Regions from separate parts of the Pan troglodytes genome. Here region 1 is linked to region 2. Evidence: chromatin contacts called from public Hi-C data. All regions are on one chromosome and are shown on one strand. The core of a region is the stretch at or near the end of the contact, and the rest is flanking DNA. Distances in the headings are between cores, read along the strand shown.

Region 1 (5,682 bases), core at 1,960-4,459, 68 kb after region 2:
TAGCTTCATGAGACTAGAGCTGAAGATCATGAAAATGGTGAGACAAAGCCAGAAAGACTGGAGATGGGTCAGACTGTGACTGGGAGTTGGGACTATATCCAGTTATCAAAGAGCCAGTTTTGAAGCAGGAGATGAAGAATTCAACTTTTGTTTTTTAGACAGTTGTGGCAAGAGTGTTAAGGAACTAAAAAGGCTGACAGACCAACAAAGAGGTTATTACATAATCCGGTGGTAATGCCATCTTCAATTACAGCAATACAAGACAGAGTGGTAAAAAGATACTGGGTATAATCAACAGGTTAAATGTGTTGCGGAGAGAAGACAGAGAATTTTGGAAAACAGATTCCAGAGACCTGACAAAATTTGTTCTTTAGCCCTAGCAGAAAGAGAATGGACTTGGGGTTCAAAGATCTGGGTCCAAATTTCATCTTAATCTCTCAAGAAACTAGGTAAATCACTTAACAGATATAAAATCATTCATTTATATACTTTGATGGGTTGCTGTAATTGTTCATGTATTATGTATAAATCTATGTAAACACACATAAATATATATTAAATGCCTGTAACATATAAACATATGTAAAATGCCTGTCACGTAGAGGCGGAGGTTGCAGTGAGCCAAGATGGCGCCACTGCCCTCCAGCCTGGGCAACAAGAACAAAACACCATCTTGGAAAACAAACAAACAAACAAACAAAAACTGTTAAGCTCTTCCTCTACACTCATCCTCTCCCCTCTCAACATATCAGTCAAGCCAGGCGCCATGGCTTGTGTCTGTAATCCCAGCTACTTGGGAAGCTGAGGCAGGAGAATCACCTGAGGCAAGGATTTAAGACCAACCTGGGCAACAAAGCAAGAGCCCCGTCTTTAAAAAAAAAAAAAAAATTAGGCAGGCATGGTGGCATGTCTGTAGTCTCAGCTACTCAGGAGGCTGAGGTGGGAGGATCACTCGAGCCCAGTTCAATGGTGCAGCGAACTGTGATTTGTGCCACTGCACTCCAGCCTGTGCCAACTGCAATTTTCTGACTGGGTAAGAGGTGAAATATTCTCTTTCTCGTCTATTCTAGACATGCTTTGCTCACAGTGATGCTCTAATTATTTTCATTTTCCCTACCACTGCCATCACATTCTTACAGTACAGTTACTCTTGATGTGAATTTATATATTCTTTACTGTTTCTCAAGTATTTTTAGTTTATACTGTGGGTACTTCTGGATAAAAGTCGTGTGTGGTCTCAGAGTACCATTGTCTGAATGAAGAAACAAATGACCCTGCCAACAAGGGAAGCTAACCAAATGAAGCAACCAGAAGTCACCAGTGTTATAAACAAATTACTCAATTTAAAAAATACAATTTCCATCATTTATTATTGTATCATTTTATTGTAAAAAATAGAACTAAGAATGTTTTACAGCTTGTTACTTACCTAGGTCTTTCTGTGGGTCTAATACTATTTTTAATCATAATTATCAACATTCTTTGCTGCACACTTTAAACTTATATGCACTATAAACTGTATGTGGCATTGGAGTTACAGGTTACCAGCTCACTGCATACACTTAAAACATAATTCATATTACTTAATGATCATCAATAGTTTCACACAGTAAATCCTGAGCCCTGGGCTGGGCGCAGTGGCTCACACCTGTAATCAACACTTTGGGAGGCCAACGCGGGTGGATCACGAGGTCAGGAGTTCCAGACCAGCCTGGCCAAGATGGTGAAACCCCGCCTCTATTAAAAATACAAAAAATTAGCCAGGTGTGGTGGCAGGCGCCTGTAAACCTAGCTACTCGGGAAGCTGAGGCAGGAGAACCGTTTGAACCCAGGAAGTGGAGGTTGCAGCGAGCTGAGATTGAGCCAATGCACTCCAGTCCGGGCGACAGTGCGAGATTTCGTCTCAAAAAAAATAAAAATATTAAAAAAAAAGAAAAAAAGATCCTGAGCCCCGGTTTTCCGAGATTTTATCTGCTTTTAATTTTCTTTCTTCTCCGAGGGATACAGTCACAATACACTGTATCTATAATACCCTCCAATAATACCAGCTCCTTAAGGGTTGAACGGAATCTCATTCACCTTTGTGTCTCCCACAGAACCTAATTTAACTTGGGGTCAGTAACACGAGAGTGGGAAATGAATGCAGCATAAAAGAGATAACTGAGTTACAACAAACACAAAACAAAAGAAGCATCATACATAACCAGGTCTGAGGTTTTCAGTATAAAATCCCTTCAATATGCTGAGTTCTAAAAAGAAGCAGAACTTTTAATTAACACGAAGATGCTTCAAATAATTCTTAGACATGACAATAAAATAACCGAAACCTCAAGAGACGAAAAGTAAGACCCGAATGCTAAACTCCCATCACTTGGACTTCTTTGCTTTTTAATAATGAGCTAACCTCTGACATCCACCTCCATTATAATTTTTGTGGGGGCTAAGAATGTATTTCAGAGGTCCATGAATCCCTTAAAATTGTTTGCAAACATTTACTTATACATTTACTTATACCATTTTTCTGAGGAAAGGTGCAAATATTATTCTTATGGTCCCAAAGCCTGTGACTCCCAAAATACTAAGAACCAATATTCTGGGGGGTACAGATGCTTCCAAATTGGAATCTTTCAAGAATGTCTGAGCGGCAGTAGAAAAACATCATCAGTTTTATATACATGAGGTACCCTTACCGCCTAGGCGGTACAGGAAAAGTGAACCAAGACAAAGGACAGGAAGCTGCAGGGGGAGGAGCCCTGGCTTCAGGGACTCGTAAAACAACCGAAGCCATAAAGGAAGCTGAGGGACTGGGGCGGGAAGATCGATTGCAGAAATGTTTAGGGCTGAGATGAACCTGGCTGTTGCCAGCTTCAGGGCCTCACTGGGCCGCTAGATCAGGGAAGAAGGGGACGAGAGAGCAGAACATTAACTTGGCAGGGTCCATTTGTGTTCATTCCCAGCACCTCCTGGGAGCGCTGGGGAAGCTCCAGGGGCCGAGTGGATGGCGGGAAGACATCCTGGGCTGGGGCCCAAAGCAGCGGCCCCGCCAGCGATTTACCTTCATAGGGTCAGCGAGGTAAAGCTTCTCGGCAGCGCGGCTGAACTCCTCCCAGGTCTGGTACTGCGGCATCGTGGCCTAGAGTGGAAAAGTAAAGAGAAGCAAGGCCTCAGAACCCGGCCCAACAAACTACCTACGTCCGGGAGTCGCCAACTGACGCGAGTCCCAGCAGCCCCAAGATGGCGGCGCCTCCTCGCACCAACGCCTCGCTCCATTGGACAGCTCCGTCCATGCTCGCCCAATGGGCAGGAGGGATGTTGTCAGGGAGTGGGCGGAGCCCAGGGCGTGTGGCTCGAGAGCTGAGCGAGACAAGCGGAGGGCAAGGCAACCAATGCCGGCTGCCACAGCGCCCCCGGTAGGGCTGAATGAGTGGCGTCCGTCCCGTGGCACTCAGGGCTGAACCGCAGCTGCCTTCAACAAAGATTAAGCGGCTCTGCGATAGGCGCTGCATATACGAGGAAGGAGGCGACAGGGCCCAGCTGTCACACAGCTTGGTGAAGAAGCCAGGAGACATAAACACAAGAGTGCAACGGAAAACTTTATATGATAAACATTTATGTCGGGTTAGTGGAGCGCGAAGGAAGAAGGATCACTTGTGGGTGGGGGGAAACTCACAGAAGCGGTGCAAGCTCAACAGGTAGGCAAGGAAGGACAGAACACGTAGGCCCATTTTAGATCTGCAGTGTATGTCAGATGACTGGTGTTTAGGAGATGAGGAAGAAGTCATATTATCACTTCTGCAAGGATAAAAAATCTGATCCTCCAAGCAGGAGGATTGCTTGAGCCCGGGAGTCCGAGGCTGCAGTGAGCCATGATCGCGCTACGCACCCAGCCTGGGCTTCAGAGCAAGACGCTGGCGCAAAAGTAAATAAATAAAGAAGATGGCCTGCAGGGGACACCAGGTAAAGAGTATTATATTTTGAGATGGAAAGATTTTGTGCATGTTTATAACTTTTAGAGAAGGACACATAAGAGATAGAAAAATCAAAAATACAAGAGAAAGAAGAAAGCGAGGTCTCGGGAAATATGAAGGGGAAGACCAAAGGCCCAGATGAATAAAAACAGGTGCATTATTGCCTTTGATGGGGTGAGGAAGAGGGAAAAGTCGGGTGAGGGTATAGGTGAGCATGTAGATACGAGGGCAAGAAGGTACATTTTCTTGTCACCTAAGACAGGAGACCACCTTCGTAAATAGGAAGGGTGGTTTTGGATCTTTGAGGAAGCAAGGATGGGTTTGGATCCTTGAGGAGAAGGTTTGGAAAAGCCATTGTGAGAAATGAATAAGGAAGCCTATTAGAAAAAAACAGGTGGGAAGCGGTGGTGCACACCTGCAATCCCAGCACTCTGGGAGGCTGAGGTGGGCAGATCACTTGAAGTCAGGAGTTCAAGACCAGCCTGGTCAACATCGTGAAACCCCATCTCTACTAAAAATAAAAAAATTAGTTGGGCTTGGTCGTGGGTGCCTGTAATCCCAGCTACTCTACTCGGGAGGCTGAGGTAGGAGAATCTCTTGAACCCAGGAGATGGAGGATGTAGTGAGCCAAGATCGCATCTCACTGCACTCCAGCCTGGGCAACAGAGCAAGACTCTGTCTCTAAAACAGCAACAACAACAACAACAACAACAACAACAAAAGAAACTCAAAAGCAATATGTCAAGTAGAGTAAAAAGCTGAAACTGGAGATCATATCTGGGAATAGCCCCAATTAGGGTCTGTCTCCAGCAACACCCAGAAGCTTGGATTTTGGACTGGAAAAGACAGATATTAGGGATTTATAGGGTACATGAGGAAGAAGAACAAAGGGTCAAGAATGTTGCAGGTGGTACTGGCAAGAGAATGACTGAAATGATAAATTATGGGATCCATGCTAGATAGCTGGTAATTAATTGAGTCAAAAGAGAGACGTTAAGGAACCAGGATTAAAGGAAATCTGAATTCAATATAGCAGGAAATAAGTTTTAGTCAGATTGGATATTGGGGTTTAACATTTTAGAGTAGCAATAGTCCCTGGTGAGGCTGGATTTATAGTTGGGTTGTCCACACAAAGTCAAAGTCTTGTATGAGTAAGAAAAGGAATAAGATGAAGGAGAAGGCTATGAGCCAGGGACCCAAATCCTCAGTTAATGAGACGTGTGTGTGTGTGTGTGTGTGTGTGTTGAGGGAAGCTATAAAGAGCAATGAGCAGAGGCAGAGAGAGCAGAGTTGGGCAGAATGACCCCCAGGTGTAGGGGTTTTTCCCTGAAGATGAAAACAATGGAAGTTAAGACAATGCCAACTTTGCCTTCTGTCAGAAGGAACATAAGAGATCAGTTTCAATTCAATTCAGCAAAAAGTAAAACAAGTGTCCACCCTGGACAAACACCAAGAGCTGGGCTAGGCATTAGAGACCCAGCAGTGAACAAGACAGGCTCAGTCCCTGCCTCATAGAGCTCACAGTTATGGAGAGAATGACAGTAAAGAACAGATCTCCATTGTGAGGGTCCCCATCACTGTGAGTTCCAGCATCTCCAAGCTTAGCCCAGCCTCAGCCCCTACAGAGGCAGAGAAATCAAGATAAGGAAGAAGTTATGGGAATTGCCCTTGATTATGCAAATGTCCCCAGTCACACTAGGATGCATTCTTTTTT
Region 2 (5,821 bases), core at 837-3,336:
GTAGAGAGACACAGGGCTCCTTGCCTTCCTAGTTCTCTCTGCACACAGCCTCCAGGGTCCTGCTCCTAGGGTGGGGCTGGGAAGGGAAAGCAGAGCCCCAGGGTTCCAGAGCTGTAGTCACCGGCCTTCCTGACAGCTGTAGCCAGAACAGAGCCGACTTCATCTGCAGGGTTCTTTCTGGTGGCTGCCTCCCAGGTGTCAGGCTCTCTTATCGGTGTCTGTCCTTGGACAAGTTCCAAACAAGGGAGGGCCTCAGAAGGACTCATTACCCAGCGACACACCTGTGGCTATGCTGGCCAAGCAGGGAACATGCAGGACAGGTGGATGATGTCAAGCCCTCACAGCCAGGGTCTCGGGAGGAGTATGGCAGGGCTCTGTGCCTGGGGTCAGTGGCTGGAGCCTGGGATTGGGAGGAAATGAGACTCAAAATGAGACTCACACAGATATGTTGAGCATCCCAGGGGTCCCAGGGCAGCGTTCTAAGCCCCCCTATATAGGTAGACTTGTTTCTTCTACAAAGTGAGAAATCCTCCTAGGATCCAGGGCTAGGAAGTTTAGTTTCCTCTGAGAACTGCTCTCTTGTGCTTCCTTCTGTGATCATGAGAACTGTATAACTGTGCTTTCTCTTTTGCCCTGGCTGCTAGGAAATTCTGCAGGTGTCATATTTTCGGTCTTAATGTCCTAAATGGATGTTGGTGTTTCTTCATAAGTCCTTTATGGCCACTGTCTGTGTCCTGTTGGGAGAAGGGCAGGAGGGGAGGGATGCAGTGTGGAAGCTCATGCCTGTCCAAGCCAAGCACAAATCCATTTGCTGACAGCCCTACGTGCCTCGGATTCTGAATGGCTTGGCCTCGGAGAGGACAGCACTGTCTCCGCAGCAGCGGCAGCAGCAGACCTATGGTGCCATCCACAACATCAGCGGGACTATCCCTGGACAGTGCTTGGCGCAGAGCGCCACGGGCAGTGTGGCTGCTGCCCCCCAGGAGGCCTGAGGCTGGGTGAGCTGCTGGCTGGGCCAGGCTCAGGGGAGCCTGTGGGGTGAGAAGACAGGTGAAGCGGCCTGACTCCCAAGTTCATGACTTCTTCCCATCTGTTTTAGGTCTCACTGCTCTGAAAAGACACAACCAGAATGGCCTGGGGCTCAGGCCCTTGGCTGAGTGGGAATGCGTTGGGACTGCCCAGCTGAGCTATCAGATGCCCATATTTTCTGGTCCCAGCAGTGGTGAGGGGAGCACAGGCAGGCCTCGCCCCTCCCTTGCTCACCCAGTTTCCCCTCCGGCACAAGCTTGCAGCTCTGCAGCTGGGGTGACATCCCCAGTGGTTTGTTGCCAAGACCATGTGGTGGACTTTTCGCCCCCCAAACTGATGAGTCCGGGAGAATATATGGAGAGAGAGATGTAACAAGGGGAAGGCCTCCTCCCTTCTGAGCACACACACAACCGATAACCAAAGAGATGCTGCAGTCCAGGTCTGAGGTCCGGCTGGCATCCAGCTCCCTGCTCCATGGCCAGTCCCTCCCCAGCCCAGCAGTCCCTCCAGGCTACATCCAGGAGTAAGCTATGGGGAGCAGGTTGGGAGGTGGCCAGTGCTCCTGCCAGCTGTGCACACATCTCTGTATCCCGCTAGAGTTCTGTGTTTTTGTATCATGTTGTCAGGGACACTAGCTGGGTCAGGGTTACCCCATAGCAGGCAGGGACAAGGACCACTCATAATATGCCCATTGGACCACAGTTAAGATCCAGCCTCTCTCACCTCTTCAGGGCTGAGTGCATGAGTCTGCACCTCCAGGCAGGATCTGTGCAGTACTCACCCCCTCCGTCTGCTCCCTCCAAGGTGTGGGGGTGGGCAGTGCTCAGGGCCTCCTCGGAGCCAAAGGACAGCATGGTCGGCACAGAGGAAGGGGTACCTGGGCTGGGTGCAGGGCCATCCCACTGCCCTTGAGCTGTGGCTCTGGCAGGAAGGAGGGGCAGCCCGTCCCTCTTCTCCCTCCTGGGGATTCTGGGGAATGGGATGCAACTTAAGACTTCTGCCTGAGAAGCCTCCTCCCTGCTGCCTCCAGGGGGCACCAAGGCACAAGCCTGTGCAGTTGGGGCGGGATGGGGGTGCGGAAGAGCAGGTCCAGGCTCCTAGCACAACTGGCCTGGGGCCTTGGCACCTCTGCAGGCCCTGCCTGTGCCTGTCCGCTGGCCTGGTGGGCCTGGGCTTATCTGGGCCTTCTCACTCAGGGACTCTCTTGACGCTGACTTGCCCCCGCAGTGGTGGCCAGTGCTGCCTCTGCTCCAAGCTGCCCCTGCGCTGGGAGGGGTGGGGGCGGTGCCATTGGTCTGGTGCAGCATAGCCCTGGCCAGTGGCCTCATCCCCAGCAGGCCTCCCATGCCTCTGCCAGCAAGGAGGGGCCGGCCAGCTCTGCTTGCACAGGGGGCCCCATGTGGGGTCAGCGCACGCTCATGTCACTGAGTTCCAGCTGCTTTTAGAGTAAAGTCATTTATCATCAAAGCCATGTTGCTTACCACACGGAGTTGGGGGTTGGGGAGTGAGCTTGGAGGGGTGAGCGTGGGCTCCCAGCATGGGCAGGGGACGGAGGCAAACTCATTCCTCAGAAAAGGGGTATCTTCCCCAAGAAAAGCCTGGAGGGCACTTGTGGGGGGAGGTGGCGGGCGGGGGGAGAGGGGTGGGTCATTGCCGCTCCAGCACCGACAGGAACTTGCGGATGTCCTGGGCGAGCAGCTCCGGCTCCTCAAAGGCCGCAAAGTGGCCCCCACGAACCATGTAGGAATAGGAGATGAGCTTTGGGTACCTGAACCTCACCCACTTTTCAGGCGTGTGCAGTAGCTCAAAAGGGAAGGCAGAGAAGCCAGTGGGCACATAGACTTTCATCCTGGAAGTGAAAGAGCCGACGGAGGGGTGAGGCTGTGGCCCTGCGCCCCTCCGTCCTGCACAGCAGGGGGTTAAAGCGCCTGGGGGTGAGATCAGCTGGCCCACCCACAAGGAGCCATAAAGAAAAGGACAAATCCAGGGTCTCAACCGCTCTCCCCTGAGGGCCCTCTCTTTTCTGGGAGGGACAGCCTCTAAATCCCCACCTTTGAGGGTTTCCATGTGAGACTTGGGAATCCCAGAACCATCAGTGCCACTCCAGACCAGCATCCTAGACTGGGGAGCGGTACTGAGGGCCGCCCGGGAGCCAGGCACCTGGTCCCTCCATGAGGGCTTTCTCCAAACACCTCGACCTTTAGTGTTCCCATCCAAGGGCCCCTGGGGCACCTGCAGGCAAGGCTATACTTATCCCACCACCAAGTGCCCCTCGTGGAGCCCAAGACTGGCCGTCCCCCTGCCTCCAGCCTCAGAGGCCCCTGTTCTCGGCTCAGCCAGGCTCACCGCTCATGCTTCTGGGTCATCCAGCCCTGTCCCAGGTTCTCCTTGTAGAAGCGCTGGGAGGAGATGATGGTGCCTGTTGTCCAGTAGAGCATGACGTTGGTCAGCAGGTCGTCCAGGGAGAACTTCCTGGGAACGCAGAACACAAAGCCCCACTCTCAGTGCCACATGCAGTTGTGTGACAAAGGGCAGCCGGAAAGTCCTACAAATGCCAGGCCCTGCCCATGCAGCTTCCCTCCTCAGACCTCATGCAAGGTGTGTGGTATCCTCGTGTCACAGGCAGGCTGCGCCCAGGGCACCAGACTGGAGTGCATGGATTTAGTTGAAGTGTCTCTTATCACCCCAAGGTCCTCCCCCCACCCACCTTGCCTCTACACACCTGTCACCTCTCTCCTGCCACTGACCTCTCCTCCCTCCCCTCAACCCCTGCACCGTGAAACTGCTCAGGGCACCAGCTACTGTGGTGACCACATACCAGGCAGCATGTTCTAAGCTCCTTACCTTCTTTTAATTCATGTTTTCCTCTCAACAGCCTATGGGACATAGGTACTACTATCTCCATTTTACTTATTAAGTGGAGAATCCAAACCTAGCCAGCTTGGGTCCAGGATGCATACTCCACAGCCCCCACTCCACCTTCCACTTTCCCCAGAGCACGCGCTCCCAACCCTACCTTCCTCACTCAAACCCTGAATCTCTAGCAACAGCAGCAGGGAGCAGGGACAGAGATAAAGGAAACAGCCTTTTCAATATGATTTTGGTGGCAAAATGAAAACTGGTCAATGAAAACTAGTTCCAGTATACACGTCACCTCTGTGAACTGGATTTCTGCAAGTTGGCCAAGTGCTTCCATCTCCCTTTCGGCTCTGCCCGCAGCTTGAAAACGACCACGACCACCATTTCCACCCTAGTGTGTTCCTGTTCTTTCTGGAACACAGATCTGATCCTGTCTACCTCCTGCTCAGGGATTTGGTGCTCCCTGTAACCCGGGGCCAGAGCTGCAGGAGTGGCCTAGTGGGATAGTCTGGTGGGGCCTCACATCTTGCTCCAGGTATCCGTGTGCAAGGAGCAGGCCAGACCCCTTGCCAAGGTGGTCTTGCAGCAGCTCCATCAACCCCTGTGTCCTGCTGAATGTAGGGCAGGGGAAACAGATCCCAGACGAAGGCCCTGCTGAGGCTCTTGGAGGAGGTGAGGACCGCCTGCAGGAATGAGTTTGCTTTTGATCTGGCCCCAGTGTACCTGCTTCAGCCTCTGGACAAGCCACCCTTTCCAAGCACCCTTTCCTTGCATTTTTATTGCTTTTCTCTTTGCCTAAGTTTCTCTCCTCCATCCAGCAAACTCCTACTTATCCTCCAAGGCCCAAATCAGATACATTCTCCTGGTCATTTCCCCTCTCTGCCGCTTACACAAAGAGAATCCTCCTTCCACTGGACTCTCACAGTCCTTTGCGCATTCATTCAACATCTATGTACTGGGCTCTCCCACTGTTCACCTGGCATTGTTCTAGGTGATGGGGCTACAGCATGGCCAAGGCAGAGTCCCTACCCCCAAGGCAGGATTCAGTCTCATTTTACTGTCTTTCCCGTCCCCAGCACTGTCTGGTCCTCTGTGTGTCACTGAAGGAATAAAGGGATGGGCCCTGGAAAGGGTGGGTCAGAGCTGACCTTGGTGAAGCCTGAGTCAGGCCACAGAGCTGGGAGTCGGGCATGTAGAGGATACAGCCTCTAAGGCTCTGAGAGATTAACAGCCTCCTGCCTTTCTGCGACCACCCTCCTGGAACACGCAGTCACGTGACCCTGATGCCAGGCTCTCCAGGGAATCAGGAGGAAAAGCCCAGGTGCTCTTGACAATAACGTGGTGCCTGCTGCCCTGTGGGCTCCCTAATCCCCAGAGGGGCCTGTTCAGCAAAAGGAGCACAAGCAGGTGAGCCTGCATCCTAGTCCTGACCATGCACTGTGAGGCTGGGAACAACTCACCAGGCCGCCTCACCCAAAAAATGCAGCTACGTTGGTCACGGGGTGAGGATTTGTAAGAAAGCCAACAATAGAATTTGCTGAGTGCCCCATGCAGAGCAACCAGACAAGGGGATGAAGAGGGTGAGGAGGTTGGCTGCTGGGACCAGGGTCATGACTGCAGGGGCAAACCAGGGCCTCACCTTTCCAGGCCTCCATCCTCCAGGTATCGGAATTCCGTATTGGTCCAGGTGGAAAACTTCTCTAGAATATAGGCAGCCAGACCCACAGGAGAGTCATTCAGAGCAGAGCCTGGCGGGGAGCAAGGGAGAGACTCAGGCCTGGGGACCAGAGAGCTGGAGCTTCAGGTGTGATGTGTGGCACTGGCCGCAGAGGGCGGGGCTGTGTGCAGGAAGCCACGTTCGAGCACAGGCCTGCCTTAACTCCTGGGTGCTCACATGCCTCGCTTCCTTAACTCTGCCTCGGCATCCTCATCT

What was found. Hi-C and Micro-C count contacts between places; a contact is called where the count stands out from the background.
Region 1: a contact with region 2 is called in a Hi-C map of induced pluripotent stem cells, with 1.8 times the contacts expected there. The contact joins the promoter of SRP9 here to the enhancer-like site in region 2. A contact is called at or near these places in 3 of 7 Hi-C or Micro-C datasets (blood, induced pluripotent stem cells and stem cell-derived neural progenitor cells).

Annotation. Positions count from the first base shown.
Region 1 is chr1:23,515,335-23,521,016 of NHGRI_mPanTro3-v2.0_pri, forward strand. It overlaps SRP9 (signal recognition particle 9), which reads right to left and starts at 3,210. Exons shown (of 3, transcript NM_001246578.1): 1 at 3,056-3,210. The coding sequence starts at 3,127.
Region 2 is chr1:23,448,750-23,454,570 of NHGRI_mPanTro3-v2.0_pri, forward strand. TMEM63A (transmembrane protein 63A) reads left to right here. Exons shown (of 25, transcript XM_003308777.6): 24 at 819-998; 25 at 1,100-1,404. The coding sequence ends at 992. EPHX1 (epoxide hydrolase 1) reads right to left here. Exons shown (of 9, transcript XM_016939836.4): 7 at 5,528-5,636; 8 at 3,376-3,501; 9 at 2,469-2,878. The coding sequence ends at 2,677. Among named protein-coding and RNA genes, the nearest start is that of EPHX1, 35 kb to the right of the region's middle. Within about 2 kb of position 2,087, at least 7 of the 24 cell types and tissues checked have an H3K27ac peak or open chromatin away from gene starts, as enhancers often do. A contact at or near this core is called in induced pluripotent stem cells, where this site is marked.